Regions from separate parts of the Hordeum vulgare genome. Here region 2 is linked to region 1. Evidence: chromatin contacts called from public Hi-C data. All regions are on one chromosome and are shown on one strand. The core of a region is the stretch at or near the end of the contact, and the rest is flanking DNA. Distances in the headings are between cores, read along the strand shown.

What was found. A called contact is a pair of places that touch in the nucleus more often than the background predicts.
Region 2: a Hi-C map of seedling shows a contact between it and region 1, with 2.1 times the contacts expected there. The contact joins the promoter of LOC123411287 here to the enhancer-like site in region 1. A contact is called at or near these places in 2 of 6 Hi-C or Micro-C datasets (leaf and seedling) and 1 of 1 datasets of contacts at active chromatin or transcription factors (embryo).

What each region holds. Positions count from the first base shown.
Region 1 is chr1H:368,784,322-368,787,137 of MorexV3_pseudomolecules_assembly, reverse strand. No RefSeq gene overlaps it. Among protein-coding and RNA genes, the nearest start is that of LOC123411280, 5.1 kb to the left of the region's middle. Within about 2 kb of position 1,332, at least 2 of the 3 cell types and tissues checked have open chromatin away from gene starts, as enhancers often do. A contact at or near this core is called in leaf and seedling, where this site is marked.
Region 2 is chr1H:368,934,521-368,937,635 of MorexV3_pseudomolecules_assembly, reverse strand. LOC123411287 (NEP1-interacting protein-like 1) reads right to left here and starts at 1,317. Exons shown (of 3, transcript XM_045104220.1): 1 at 853-1,317; 2 at 409-492. The coding sequence starts at 1,176.

The sequences.
Region 1 (2,816 bases), core at 83-2,582:
GGTGTCCGGCTTCGCACAGAACAGAACAGGAGGCGATCTAGCGGCGTTGCAGCGTCCTGGTTTTGGAAACCATCTAGAGGTTCCCACCCGGTTTTCTCTGGTATTGGAAAATTTCTAGAAGGTTCTCATGACATATTTTTTTACTTTTCCGTTTTTAATCTTTCCTTTCTTTTCTATTTCTATTCCAAAAAATGTTCCTAATTTTCAAAAAATATTTTTGGATATTTAAGAAAATTCTTAATTTTATAAGATTGATCTGTATTTTCAAAAAATTGTTCTTGATTTCAAAATTTGTTTTTAAGATTCAAATTTGTTCTCGGTTCAAAATTTGTTCTCAAGATTTAAAACATGTTTGTTTTAAAAGAATTGTTTGTGCATCCAAATTTGTTAGGGTTTTTTGTCAAAATTGTTCTCCGTTTCATTTTTTCTCAACACTAAAAAAGTGTTCGTACTTTAGAAAATTGTTCATGCTTTCAAATTTGTTCAGAAATTTTAAAATTGTTCTCGGTTTCAAAACTTATCCTCAAGATTCAAAAAATGTTTGTGTTTTAAAAAATTGTTGGCGCTTCCAAATTTGTTCGGGTTTTTTCAAATTGTTCTCCATTTAAAAATTTTGCTCTCAAGATTCAAAAAATGTGCGTTCTTTAAAAAATTGTCCGAGCTTCCAAATTAATTCAGGATTTTTCAAAATGTTTGTGATTTTTTTGTGTGTTTCTAAATTTGTTCTAGATTTTTCAAAATTTTGTTCTCAAGATTCAAAATATGTTCGTGCTTTAAAAAATTGTTCGCGCTTCTAAATTTGTTCTCTGTTTCAAAATTTGTTCTCAAAATTAGAGAAATGTTCATGCTTTAAAAATTTGTTCGCGCTTCCAAATTAGGTCGGGGTTTTTTCAAAATTATTTAACTTTTCAAACTTTTGTTCTCAACATTCAAAAAATGTCCGTGCTTTAAGTTTTTTTGTGCTTCAAATTTGTTCACGATTTTTCAGAATTTTTCTCGGTTTCAAAATGTATTCTCAAAATTTAAAAAATGTTCATGCTTTTTTGTGCTTTCAAACTTTTTGGGGGTTTTTAAAGTTATGTTCCCAAGATTCAAAAAATGTTCGTGCTTTCAAATTTGTTCACGATTTTTCAAAGTTGTTCTTCACATTCAAAAAATGGTCTTGCTTCAAATACAAAAAGAAAAGGAAAAAGGTAGAAAAAAGAACCAAAAAAGGAAATGAACAGAAATGGAAAAAAGTAACAGAAAAAAAAAACTTGGCCAACACAGACAGGGCGACCGCCCAGTGCGGCGCCAGAGTTGCTGCCGCAATGAGCCACGGGCAGGAGCTCCCGGTGGGGACCTCCTATGCGCCGCTCGTTGGGGCTAACTGCCAAGCGAGCACACAAGGGGTCGCCTGACTAGGCTGGACGCATTTTATTTGTCTTAAGGAGATATGATATTTTTCCTTTTTTATGTTCCTTTTTTCTCCTATTCTGTTTATTTCCTTTTATTTTAGTTTTTTGGTTCGTTTTTTCTTTCCTTTTTCCTTAACTTTTCGAATTGGAAGGAAAAACATATTTTGAATTTGCGGAATATTTTTCGAAAGTACAGAACATTTTTTGAATATTAAGAATAATTCTGGAACATTTTTTAAAACAAGAACATTTTTCGAAATTTAAGAATAATTCTGGAAAACTTACTTAGTTTAAAAATTGAAGGAAATTTTGGAATAGCGATTTTTTCTGGAAATAACGAACATTTTTTTAAAATACTGAAGATTTTTGTTAAATATCGAACATTTGTTTGAAAATCCCGAACAATTTTTGAAGTTATGGATATTTTTTCAAAACGGCAAATGTTAAAATTTCGAACTTTATATAAAAAACAAAGGCATTTTTCGAATTTGAAGATTTTTTTAAAATCCAGAACAATTTTGGAATTTATGATCAAACTTTTAAAAACGACAATCTTTTCGAACATTTTTTAAAAGCAAGAATTTTTTTCAAACTTTAAGAACAATTTGCCAACAAGAAGTTAGTATAAAAACTGAATGTGTTTTGATATTTTGAACATTTTTGGAAAGACCAAACATTTTATTAAAATTCCGAACATTTTCTTACAAAACGAATATTTATTAAAAATCCCAAAGAGTTTTTGAAGTTATGAATATTTTTAAAAAATGGCTAATATTTGTAACTTCGAACATTTTTTATAAACACAAAAATATTTTTTGAATTTATAGAATAATTTTTGAAAATCAAGAACATTTTTGGAAACGGAAACAAAGAAAAGAAACAAAAAAGAAAAAATAAAAACAAAAAACAAGACAAACGGTTGTGGGAACATTCTAGAAGTTTTGCAAAATCAGAAAAACCCGGCTAGAAATCTCTAAAAGGTTCGCAAAACCGCCTTAAGATGTTCCGCTTAAATGGACCGTAGCAGTTAGAACAATCGTTCAATCTCCTTGTGTGGTGCCTCCAATACTTGACGCAAAATGCGGGAAATAGGAGATTCCTTTTGAATTTGTAGGGGTTGTCCGAAGAGTGAGTTCTTCCTTCTTAAAAGATTACTTTCAAGTGCATTTCTATGTTTGATTATAAATAGTACTAAACTTCTAATAGGAGAGTAGAACAAGAAACTTTTAGAACATTTTGAATTTAGTTGTATTCCTTTTGAGAAAAGGCAGAGGTAATAACCACAGCACCACCGGTTGTCGCATAAATCACGTACGATCACCACCGTCGAGTGCGTAGACATCAACAAAGCTGGGCATATCAGGGCTGAAAGCGTAGATAGCACCACCGGTTGTCGCATAGATCACGTACGACCACCAA
Region 2 (3,115 bases), core at 68-2,567, 150 kb before region 1:
TCACCCCAATAACTACGACTTATAGCGAGTGTGACTCAGCGAGTGATCTACAAGATTTGCACTAGGATAGCACCTTTGTAACCACCCATGTTTGTTACCAAAAGAGAAGCCCTTTTTAGGTTGCTGTCTTCTCTTGTGCATGGATTTCCTCACAAGAAATCCTTGTGTCTGAAGATAGCAATAGCTTGTACTACTACATACTACTCCACTAGACAATGCATATGAGCTATCACTGACAGAGTGACAGTCACCTCATGATGGTGGAGTAAGTATGTATGCTGAGGGAGATTGGTTAATTAATTGGAGTGGTTGATCACTCGCGCGTCGTAAAGAGCCTTATTAAATACTGGTATTTAAATCAAGCATGGTGCGCCATGATTTTCGTTCGGGCTGAGGTCGAGGCTCTACCTGACTCTGCACGGCGCTCTGCACCGCCGGCCCCACCTTCTCGCGGACCAGCCTCCCGCTCAGCAGGCTGAGGACGATGTCCACCTGCACGTCGTACAGTAGTACAAACACGGTCAGTAATAAGCCACTCTCCATAACTCCATGTACCTCGACGTGCGTCACTGACAAATGCTGAACAGTGGTAGCCTCGTCAATAACAAAGTACAGATTCGATTCGGAGAGTCGAGAGTCGACATCATTTTGATGTTTTTATTATGATCAATAACATAGCCCATGCATACCATGAAATTCAATCGCGTTTACAGAAACAGGGCAGCGGAGTGCTCTGAATTCTGCAAAACTCGCCTCGTCTCGGAGGCGATCGCGTCGCATCGTGCGAGAAACTGCTCCATTCCGTGGGTATATAATGGAGAAGGGTAGGTGGCAATGCAGTGATATACGTACCATGAAGAGGACGCTCCAGACGGCGGAGTCGCTGGTGTGCCAGAGGTCCCGCGACGACTCAGCGACCTCGATGGAGAAGACGGCGCCGGAGATGGCGCCGATGCCGGCGCCGCGCACCACCCCGCTCTCCGTCGCCAGCCCGATCACCGACCCCGACACCGCACCGACCAGCGACCCCACGGCCGCGAAGGCGCAGGTCGCCACGACGCAGAGCACCTTGCAGGCCAGCTCAAGCGCCACGGACCCCAGCCCTGGGCGACCGCCGGGCCATTGCCGGGGCTCCGGCGCGGACGAGCTGGGACCAGGGGACGCCGACGTGTCCATCGCGGGAGGGAGACCGAACCGAGAAGCCGGATGTTGAACTCAACTGAGCTGGAGCGAACTGACGACGCACGCACGCACGCACGCCGGTGGCGCGGAGGGGAGAAGAGGGAATGGTGCGTGATGGTGAGTAGGATGGTAGTGGAGACGAGGAGAGCGGGGTCGTGTGTATAAATAGCGGCGCGGGAACGTGAGAGGAAATCTGTGGTCGGGTCCGGTGGTGAGGCCGCCACTGGTTTTGATTTTGTCCTGTCCTCGCTGCGGCTGCGGCTGCGGCGTGGCGTGGGCCGCTTGTGTTCTCGGCTCTGTTTCGGTGGGTCTAGTGCACGAGCTCGTGCCTCTGTGTAGCTTGTTTATTCAGCTTAGCAGCACTCGACCCCATCGTTTGCGGCAGTCACGGTATCCTGGGAGGCTGGGACCTAGATGAATTAAGATGGGTGATTCTGTAGACGTAGGTTTCTTCTAGGTTAGAGCTTCTACATCCGGACTTGGTAAATTCAGTCCCCAGTACTCCCTCCGGTCCTTTTTTCTTTGCGTTTAAGAAAAGTTGATTTTTCCCTCAATGCTCTGCGTACTAGCTTTTCTTGGCTGTTGTTTCCAACTTTACCCCTCCTTTCCAATTATTGCATGTCTCTTTCCCATGCACAGCCAACGCCTCTTTTCCATGTACAGCGCCGCAGCCACCGCCTCTTCCCAAGGAAACCAGCTGCCTACCTCTTCCTCTCCTTCCCACGGGTCTCATCTCACCCTCCCATTCTCCACATCTCACTCTCCCTTCTCCTCTACATCCCCTCCATTTCTATGGATGAAATCCACCCATCATGGTTGTGGGAGGACAGCCAACCTGTAGAGCATAGTGAGTCCATGCATGAAAGTTTGCTCGCGGAAGACAGCTTGCTCGACGTGGACGACAGCGAGCTCGTGTACGGAGGCGTGCTCCCCACAGGCGGTGCGCTCACGAGCAGTGGTGTTCTCTCGCTCGCAGAGGGCAGCGCCCTCGCGGACGGCGTCGTGCTCCCGCTCGCGGACGGCGACGCAGTCATGGAAGGCAGCGTGTCTGCGGATAGTGGCCTCCTGCCGCTCGCGGATGGCGACGCAGTCATGGAAGGCAGTGCGCCCACGGACGGCGACGCAGTCGTGGAAGGCGGCGCGTTCGCGGAGTGCAGCATGCACCTGAAGGACGGTGGCGTCCACGCACTTGAGCACGTCGTGCATGCGTTGGTCGACAAGGTGAACAAGCTGACCGACAAGGTGCAACAGCTCACCGAACTGCTGCACGCGCTCGCCGTGAGGGGCATGAAGGTGGATGGTGCCAACCTGGAGGACGAGGACGGCCAACATGCGCTCGTGGATGATAGTGGCATCTACGACGGACAGAAGTGCGGCGAGATGGTCGATGGCGACCCATTGCCACCGATCGAGCAATTCTCTGTTCCTCCCGGCGCAGAAGAGGTCAGGCTAGAACTGATGAGCATTTGCTATCGAGATATTCTGACTAAGGATGAACTGAAGGAAATTTTAAAATGATCCAACACTGATCATCGAGTAGTGCTGATGATGCATAGATGGTTCAAGTAGTGGATGTCACTTTTATCATGTGATGTTAATTTTGTTATCGATCATTGGAGTATTTTTCTTTCGAACCAAATGTTCATTCTCATTGCAACAAAAGATGGATTACATGATCCCATTACATCAACAAGACAACATAGCACTAATCTTACATCAACAAGACAACATAGCACTAATCTTACATCAACAAGACAAAACAACACTACTCAACTAAGAATGCCCTCGCTTTGTCCACGATGGATCGATCACAAGGTAACGTCACCGGTAAGATATGAAGATGTTGAAGGACTTGCTTTCTCATGTGCGGCACCTTGTAGTGTTGACCTCCATTATCCTTGAGAACCTCACGCATGCAAGATTGTAGAGTGAG